Regions from separate parts of the Mus musculus genome. Here region 1 is linked to region 2. Evidence: chromatin contacts called from public promoter capture Hi-C data. All regions are on one chromosome and are shown on one strand. Each heading gives the region's core, a stretch centred on a gene start, on an enhancer-like site or on the middle of the called end of the contact. The rest is flanking DNA. Distances are from core to core; before and after follow the strand shown. Region 1 holds the start of Spaca6 (sperm acrosome associated 6). Region 2 holds the start of 4933401D09Rik (RIKEN cDNA 4933401D09 gene).

Region 1 (4,052 bases), core at 220-2,719, 2.2 Mb after region 2:
GGGCTCCTCCCACCTGCCGACAACTGACTTTGGTCTAGTGGCTTCCCCTCTGGGGGCTCCTGTGTGCTGGGAGCGACCTCATTTCTGAGTTGGGAGGTGTTGAGGAGACAGGGTCCTGGTTGGTGTCATTATTCCTTGACCATAGCTATCACCCCAAAGGTTGAGAATGGTTTTGGAAAAGATAGGATTATTCCATGAGACCCATGAGGACTTCTGATACTCAGAAGGCCTTTAACTCAGGCCTGGGATATGAAACCTTTAGGGGTTACAGAAGGGGCTCAGATTGCCAAGACAAACGGGGATACATCCTTTCTGCAGTGCAGAAGTCAGGTCTCTAACCAGATTGTCTTCTCTAAGGGATGTGCCTGGTTGGACCCTGAGTCTGCCGGGGAGGGCTATGGGGTGGAGGAGAACTGTGAGGGTTAGGGACTGAGTCCCTGGGTCTGGACTGAGGAGAATTGAGTGCAAGGCGGCAGGGTCTGCTTCCCTGGATCTGTGGGAGGGAGGGCTGTGACCACTACCCCTTAGTCTAAGGGAGGAAGCTTTGGGACTGAGGGAGGAGGGCTGAGGTCTGGATCTCTGGCCTTGAAAGAGGGGGGCTGGGGCTTAGATTTTGGGGCTGGGACTGAATTCCTGGGTTCCTTGGGGAGGAGGGGGCCGGGGGCCCGGACTCCTGGGTCCTGGCACCCACCCGTAGAACCGACCTTGCGGGGCCTTCGCCGCACACAAGCTCGTGTCTGTGGGTCCGTGTCGGGGGCTCACCATCGCGGCTGGGACCTCCCCGGCCCTCCCCACCCTCCCTACTTCTGGTCTCCCATCAATCCATCTGTCAATCTGCCCACCTGCCGCGCCCCCCGGGCTGAGGTAGGAGGTTGTATAGTTGAGGAAGACACCCGAGGAGATCACTATACGGCCTCCTAGCTTTCCCCAGGCTGCGCCCTGCACTGGAAGGGGCCGGCGGGGACCCCAGGTCCACACCATTGCCCAAGAGTTCTTGATAGGAGCTGGGGTGTCTTCTCTGTTCACATTCTATCCTATCCCTTTTCTTTGCAGTCTCTATGCCATCTTGAGATTTTCGAATTTTCTGTCTCTGTCTCTTATGCCAATGTCTCTAGGGTTCTAGAAGCTTCTGTTTCTCTAGTGCTGTGAATGTATCTCTGTGACACTGGGTTTCTGAGCTTTTTGAGGCATCTCCTGGTTCCTTTCTATCTTCTGGGGCTTAGGGTATCTGTTTCTGTCTCGCTTCCCCGTTCCCACCTCTGGGGAAAAGGGTTTTTCTGGTCCACCATAGCTACACTGCCGGCCTCTGGGTCCCTGAGACCCTTTAACCTGTGAGGACGTCCAGGGTCACAGGTGAGGTTCTTGGGAGCCTGGCGCCTGGCCCAGCCACAAATTTAGGGATTTCAGGTGACCCCTGGCAACCTTCCTCTAGCTGGAGCCTGATGCTTGACCATCATTTGAAACTCAATCTCTGATCACAGGCTCCCCCTCCCCCACAATGACCTCACAAAGGTCACTATCTTCTCCTCAGACCCGGAGACCCTCTGTTATGGGTCTTATTTCCTTAGTAGGGAGCATTGTCCTGTTGTTCCTGCTGATCTTCAGGGCATCCACGTGGGCCTGTCTCTTCTGCTTCACTACCTATGAGGAACGCCTCCGTGTCTGCCAGCTGTTTGTGGGCAGAGAGGAAACCAAGATAAACCTGTGCAGAAATGAGCTTGAAGGGGCTTTTGAAGATCTCAAAGACATGAAAATCAGTGAGGAGCCCCTCCTTCCTGAACCAGGGCCCTGGGGAGGGGAAGGAGATTCCTTGAGCTACTCCAAGAAGAAAAGCCAAGTACAGGATCATGACATAGACACAGAGAAGAGAGACAGGTGGAAACAATGGAAGGAAACAGGTCCAGAGTGGGGTGGAGACAGACAAAACAGTGCCTCAGAGAGAGTCTAAAGACAGTAAGGGAAAGAGATGGAAAAGTAGAAGCATTGCTCAGAGAGAGGATATGGATTGGGAACACAGATGAGTGGGGAGATTAGAGACCTGGAGAGAGGGACAGAGAGCTAGGAATCAATCCAGAGAGATGAGAGACACACAGAGAGTAAGGTACATAGAGATAAGACAGGAACAGAGTCCCAAAGTGAGGGACATAGGTATAGATACAGAGAGTAGTTTCAGGAAGAATAGAGAGACAGTGATCTAGAGATAGGTGGGACAGAGACCAATGGGGTTGGAGTAAAGATGTAGATGAGGAAGCAGATCCAGGGTACCAGGTAACAGGCCTAGAGAGAGAGAGATTAGATGGATGGAGAGATACCAAGATTGAAGGTTTAGGTTAGGGTTAGGGAAACACACACACACACACACACACACACACACACACACACAGAGAGAGAGAGAGAGAGAGAGAGAGAGAGCTCTAGGTGGGGCACATAGAACAATAGACTGGGGCTATAGAATCTGGGATGATCACAGGGCTTGGAGATATTCAGCCATGAGTGGGACATAGAGAACACCATGGAACCAGGTTTGTGCCATGGTGTCTCATCTACCTTCAGACTATGATGAGAGGAGCTACCTGCATGATGAATTTACACAGATGACAGTTTCTCTTCAGGAGAAGGCTGCTAGACGACGGGGTGAGTGTTTTATGGGCATAAGTGGTGGGGAAAGTCATCTTGAGGAAGTGACCCTGGGAACCTGTCTGAGTTAGGTTATTTGTTGAGGAAACTCCAGAGATGAGGGGAGTCAAAGATGGCAAGGAACTGAGGGAAGTAAATAAGTCACAGGGAGTCTGAAGCTTTTGTGGGGTCAAGTACATGTGACCTATCTGGGATTCTCACTGTCAGGACTCTGAAGCCTGGATGTGTTCCTGCCTCTCAACCTGGGTTCCAACTACTCACCTGTAAGATAGTAAATTTCTTAGGCTCTCAGATTGAGTCATTCTTGTCATCTCTGAAGGTGGGACATTCTCATCTCCTAGGGTGAGACATTCTCTTTATCTCCCAGAGAGGTCGGAGCTCATTGGGAAGGAATGGTTCTTTTTTGAGATAGGTGTTATAGAAGATATGATCCCTTCAAACAAAACACACACACACACACACACACACACACACACACACACACACACATTGCTCATGGCTAGTGAAGATAGGAAGAGTGGAGCTAGCCATTCAGGGGAAGACATAGACATAGTCAGGGCCAGACTCTTCCTGGGACATTAGAGAACACCATACACATGTAGCTGTATGGAGCAGACATAAGGATCTGAGGACATGAATTTCAAAAAGATGTGATTAACACTAATCACACCAGATGCTCCCAACTGCTGGGCACACAGTCTCTTAAGTATATTAGATAGGAGTATTATAGCTATGTGAGAATTCCTTTTTGTTTGTTTATTCAATTAAAGGATAAATTGGCCATTCCCACAATCTGGGAGTTCAAGGCTTTTTTTTTTTTTTTTTTTTTCCTCAACTACAATGGTTCATTTTGTTCCCACTAAGTTTTATATCAGAGGCCCCCCCAAACAAAGAAAGGGACCATTTATTCAGGAGTGTCCAGGACTATCCAGAATTTTCTGTGTGTCCAAAGAAAAATCAGAGGAACCTGAGAGATGGAAGGAATGTAGAATGCTGGGATATGGATACTGTTGTTGACTGGACATGTCTCCATATTGAAAACTTGGAAAAATAGACCAAGGGTAGCTTTTGGGAGTAGGAGAGCTCTTTCTAATGTGAGACAGATTTGGGGGCAGGTGAAGGTTCTGGTTAGAGAGGAGGGGGTCTGATGCAGATCTGAGGCCATAGTGAAGAGGAGTACAACTGTCTCTAGATCATGCTCCTGTGGAGTACTACTGTCTCTAGATCATGCTCTTGTGGAGTACAACTGTCTCTAGATCATGCTCTTGTGGAGTACAACTGTCTCTAGATCATGCTCCTGTGGAGTACAACTGTCTCTAGATCATGCTCCTGTGGAGTACAACTGTCTCTAGATCATGCTCCTGTGGTTAAGCATTGGCCCCAGATGCTTCATTTAGATCCAGCTTCTTGACTCT
Region 2 (3,986 bases), core at 687-3,186:
TGCTTGGATTCAGTTGCCCTCTCTGGTTCTTAGGAGAGTGTGACAGCTGTGGGTTGCCTGGCAAGAAATGCTTCTGAGATTCTCCTAAGAGGATCCGCTGGGGGATCCTAGTAGAATATGTTTCTAGGTATTGGGAGCTGACTCCAAGGAATGGGGATGGGCTAGAAGGGGTGGGGTGGGGTTCTGAGAAAGTCCATAGGTGGTAGGAAATCTGGAGGTGCCACAGGCATCTGCATAGATGCTGGGAATGGGTGCAGACTGGAAGGAGAAGGCTGCAGAAGACAGGAAAGGGAGGCTGCAGAAGATGTTCTGCTATAAAGCCATGGATAAGAGGAGGGGAGGAGGGGGAATGAAGGCTGCCTACCTGATTTCCTGGACAGTGTAGTCCTGTTTGTTTTTTGAGACAAGGTCTCTCTAGGTAGTCCTGGTTGGCCCTGGAACTCAGAGAAATCCTCTTGTCTCTGCTTCCTAAGTACTGAGATTAAAGGTGTTCAGTAACATGTTTGGCTTCAAAATGAGAAGTTTAAAAAAGTAAGATCTGGATCAAATGGAATTACAAGAGGGTTTGAAGTCACTGGTAGTAGGCAAGCGTCTATTTTCTGACCAAGATCTTACAGAACTGATGAGAGAATGAGGTCTTATGTACAAAGTGGGGCTGAGGGTTTAAAATAACATATGCTTCTCCATTGTGGTTAGAAATAACGGTCTGACATTGAAGATGGCTTAATAAATGGGTGTCAGATCATCCAAGCAGATCCCGATGTATCCAGAGAGACAGGAATGTGGGGGGTTAACTTCAAAGCATTTTAGGTTGTTTTCAGCTCCCGACTTCTTGTCCCAAGTAAATTCAGCATTTCTGAGACCCTCAGTGCAGTATTGGGGATGTCTAATCAATGTGTAAGATCATTGCTGTACAAACACGAGGACTTGAATTTGGATCACTGGCGCCCACATAAAAATCCATAGCAACATGCATCTATAAGCCTAGTATTAGGCTGTGGAGACAGAAAGATCCACAAAATTCACCGGTCAGGCGGGTTAGCTGAAATCTGTTAGCTCAGTGTTTAATGAGAACCACTTGAAAACTAAGGTAGATTGAGTGTGATGGTGATGCCTTTGATCCCAGTACTCAAGAGGTTCAGAGTGGTCAGGGCAATGTAGAGTCTCTTTCGCTCTCCTTCACCCTCCCCCTCTCCCTTTCCCTTAAAAAGAGTGAAGAGGAGCCTCAGCATGGTGGTGCCTACCTTTAATCCCAGTATTCCAGAAGCAGAGACAGGCAGACCTCTGAGTTTGCCCGCCAGCTTTATCTACATAGCAAATTCCAGGCCAGCCAAGCAGGTACATAATGAGACCCTGTCTCAAGTAACAAAACACAAACCAAAAAGGTAAAAACAAACAAACAAACACCCTAAAAACAACCAAAAACCAACGCCAAGGTGGAGAGCAAGAGAAACGTGAAGATTGTAGACAGTGACCATCGGTTTCTACCCATATACTCACACAAGAGCACACACACGGTGGTTTAGCCCCCTTCTCTACCCTGCATTATCCTCATACATTTTCGTTCCTTTAAATGTTTTACTTAAGGAATGTTCCTCTATACCCCCTCCCCCAAAATGTTCCATGTAACCTCTCCCAACGGCCCCATTGGTTCCCGTTTCATCTGGGAAAAAAAAAAATTTTTTTTTCACAAAGAAGAGAAACTCGCGCTGCAAGGGACCTTGATCCTTCCCCCTCAGGCCAGATACAATTCTTTACACAGTTCCTTTACTTTTTTCTTATTCCCCTTCTTTGATACTCTGTAGCTCCCTAACTGCTTCTGCTAGCTCATTTTAGTGCGCGGGGGTGGGGGGTGGGGTGGGGGGGCGGGGAGCGGGGGTGGGGTGGGGGGGGACAGGGCTTCTGGCTGTGAGAGTAGTCACGGTCACCCTGAATCAACACTATCCCCACCAGGCACTAATCAGTTCCGTCTCTCCTGCCTCTGCTCCTCCAACTCCCTCCACCTTCCTCCGTTTTACTCTGCAACCAAATCATCTGCTTACAGGTTTGTAACAGTTATTTTTCAAAAGTCTCTCTAGGAATGCAGGATGGCAGGATCCATCGCAACAGATGAAATTTAAACTCTCCTGCTAAATTACCAGAGGACCTCCTCTTCAACGAACCGAACCGGGAACTACGCCTGTCTGAAAACCACCCTCCTCACCTTAAGTGTCTTATGCGGATAATGAGGTAAAAGAGACAGTAAGAGAAACCTCTTGAAATACTCGGGCACCATCCTCAGAGAGCTTCAGGAAGTCTCTGGAGGTAGCTTTGCTAACATGCCAGTTTTAGTCACTATTGTTTTTCTCTCCTGGGAAGCAAAACTTTAATGAACAGTATTTAACCTGAACAGTCCCACAGTACCACAACCCTGGGGACTCTGATAGCACTTCCTGTCCCAGGCTCTTGGCCAAGGCTTACTCAACTGGCTCCCTCTCTGCAATGGACAGATTCTCCTGTAGGCAACACTCATTTGAGCTTCAGTCCCTTGACCTCAGTATTTTAAGTTCTATTAAAATTAAAATGAATAGTCATATGACATTTTAAGTTAGGCTTTGAGAATTGGCTGTCATTGAACTTTTTGAGAATAAATCAGATTAGTGAAAAAGAGTGAAGTTATGCTGCAAATTCTAGACCAGGTACTATCTTAAAGGCAGATTTTTCAAAAATTATATTTAATTGTTTTTATCTTTTATATGTGCAAGTGCACAGTGTATGTGTGTGTGTGTGCGTGTGTGTGTGTGTGTGTGTGTGTGTGTGTGAGTGTGTGTGTGTGTAGATGAGAAGGCAAGCTGTGGGAGTCAATTCTCTCCTGTATGTGTCTGGAGGGTAGAACTCAGTTGTCAAAATAATCTTACTCCCTTCATTTCCAACTACAGGTAATAAACCTTCATACACAGGTTTATTAGAGGGATTTCTTATACCTGTGTTTGATGAAAGACAAACTTAAATCTCTAAGTAAGGAATTGGATTATTTATTTATTTATTTATTTATTTATTTATTTGTATTTTTTGCTGCTAATCCCCTTTCAGGGGCCTGCTTCAATCTCTCTAGAATATACTGTCCACACATGTTTGCTTCACTGTGGCAAGTGAAAATCTGCTTATACTGCCTGTGTCTTCCAGATACATTTTTTTTCCTGCAAAAAGACACGAAAGAAGGAGAAACTTTCCACTCCTAATGAATATGAGGATCTTGATAAGTCTTGGTGAGCTCAGCCCTTCATTCATTGTAGCACTACTTAGCATCCCTGTGCATTAATACAAACTAAGACGTTAAGCAGCTCCTTCCCCTTTATTAGACTTTCCAACTGTTCACAGGACTTTTTATTTGAAAGGTGGTATATAGTCTTTTTGTATTATGTTAATGTACAAGCATCTGCTAAGATAAATTTATAGAACCACAATTATGGAGTCAGAGAATGCGTGCATTTATACACACCTGGTCCTAACAGGTGCTCTCAACATGCATCCCACACACAGTCTGGCTGGCAATATGACACCTACTTCACCACATAATTTGGCCTTAACCAGTCTATAGATAAAATACAGTGTTTCTGTGGTTTGGAGTATTTTTATTTACTTTGGTTTAGCTATAGTGTGGTCTTTATTGTTGTTGTTGTTTTGTTTGTTCGTTTGCTTATTTGTTTGTAGACAAGACTTCCCTTTGAGGTAGACTAGAGAGCCTCAAATTCGGGTTACTCTTACCTCATGCTTCCAAGTTCTGGCATTGTAGGCATGCACTACCACATCCAATGCACAATCAAAGTTCTTTCCATCACTTCCAGCTGGCAAAACAGCTCAGATGGTCAAGGTGCTAGCTGCCCAAACCAAGAACTGGCACTTGATCCTTGGGACCCACCTGGTGGAAAGCATGCACCAGCTCCTTCAGGTTGTCATCTGTACCTTCCCCTCCCCAGCCTGAAACCTGTTTGCTCAGGTTTCAG

What was found. Promoter capture Hi-C pulls out the DNA fragments that hold promoters and counts their contacts.
Region 1: a contact with region 2 is called in a promoter capture Hi-C map of pre-B cells, with 6 times the contacts expected there. The contact joins the promoter of Spaca6 here to the promoter of 4933401D09Rik in region 2. A contact is called at or near these places in 4 of 39 promoter capture datasets (cranial neural crest, hippocampal neurons, liver and 1 more), 1 of 115 datasets of contacts at active chromatin or transcription factors (differentiating embryonic stem cells) and 1 of 9 other capture datasets (adipose tissue).

The regions. Positions count from the first base shown.
Region 1 is chr17:17,829,506-17,833,557 of GRCm38.p6, forward strand. Spaca6 (sperm acrosome associated 6) reads left to right here and starts at 1,470. Exons shown (of 9, transcript NM_001162909.1): 1 at 1,470-1,757; 2 at 2,554-2,634. The coding sequence starts at 1,499. It overlaps Mir99b (microRNA 99b), which reads left to right and starts at 683; the gene lies at 683-752. It overlaps Mirlet7e (microRNA let7e), which reads left to right and starts at 847; the gene lies at 847-939. Mir125a (microRNA 125a) reads left to right here and starts at 1,307; the gene lies at 1,307-1,374.
Region 2 is chr17:15,629,852-15,633,837 of GRCm38.p6, forward strand. 4933401D09Rik (RIKEN cDNA 4933401D09 gene) reads left to right here and starts at 1,937. Exons shown (of 4, transcript NR_045431.1): 1 at 1,937-2,044; 2 at 3,166-3,248.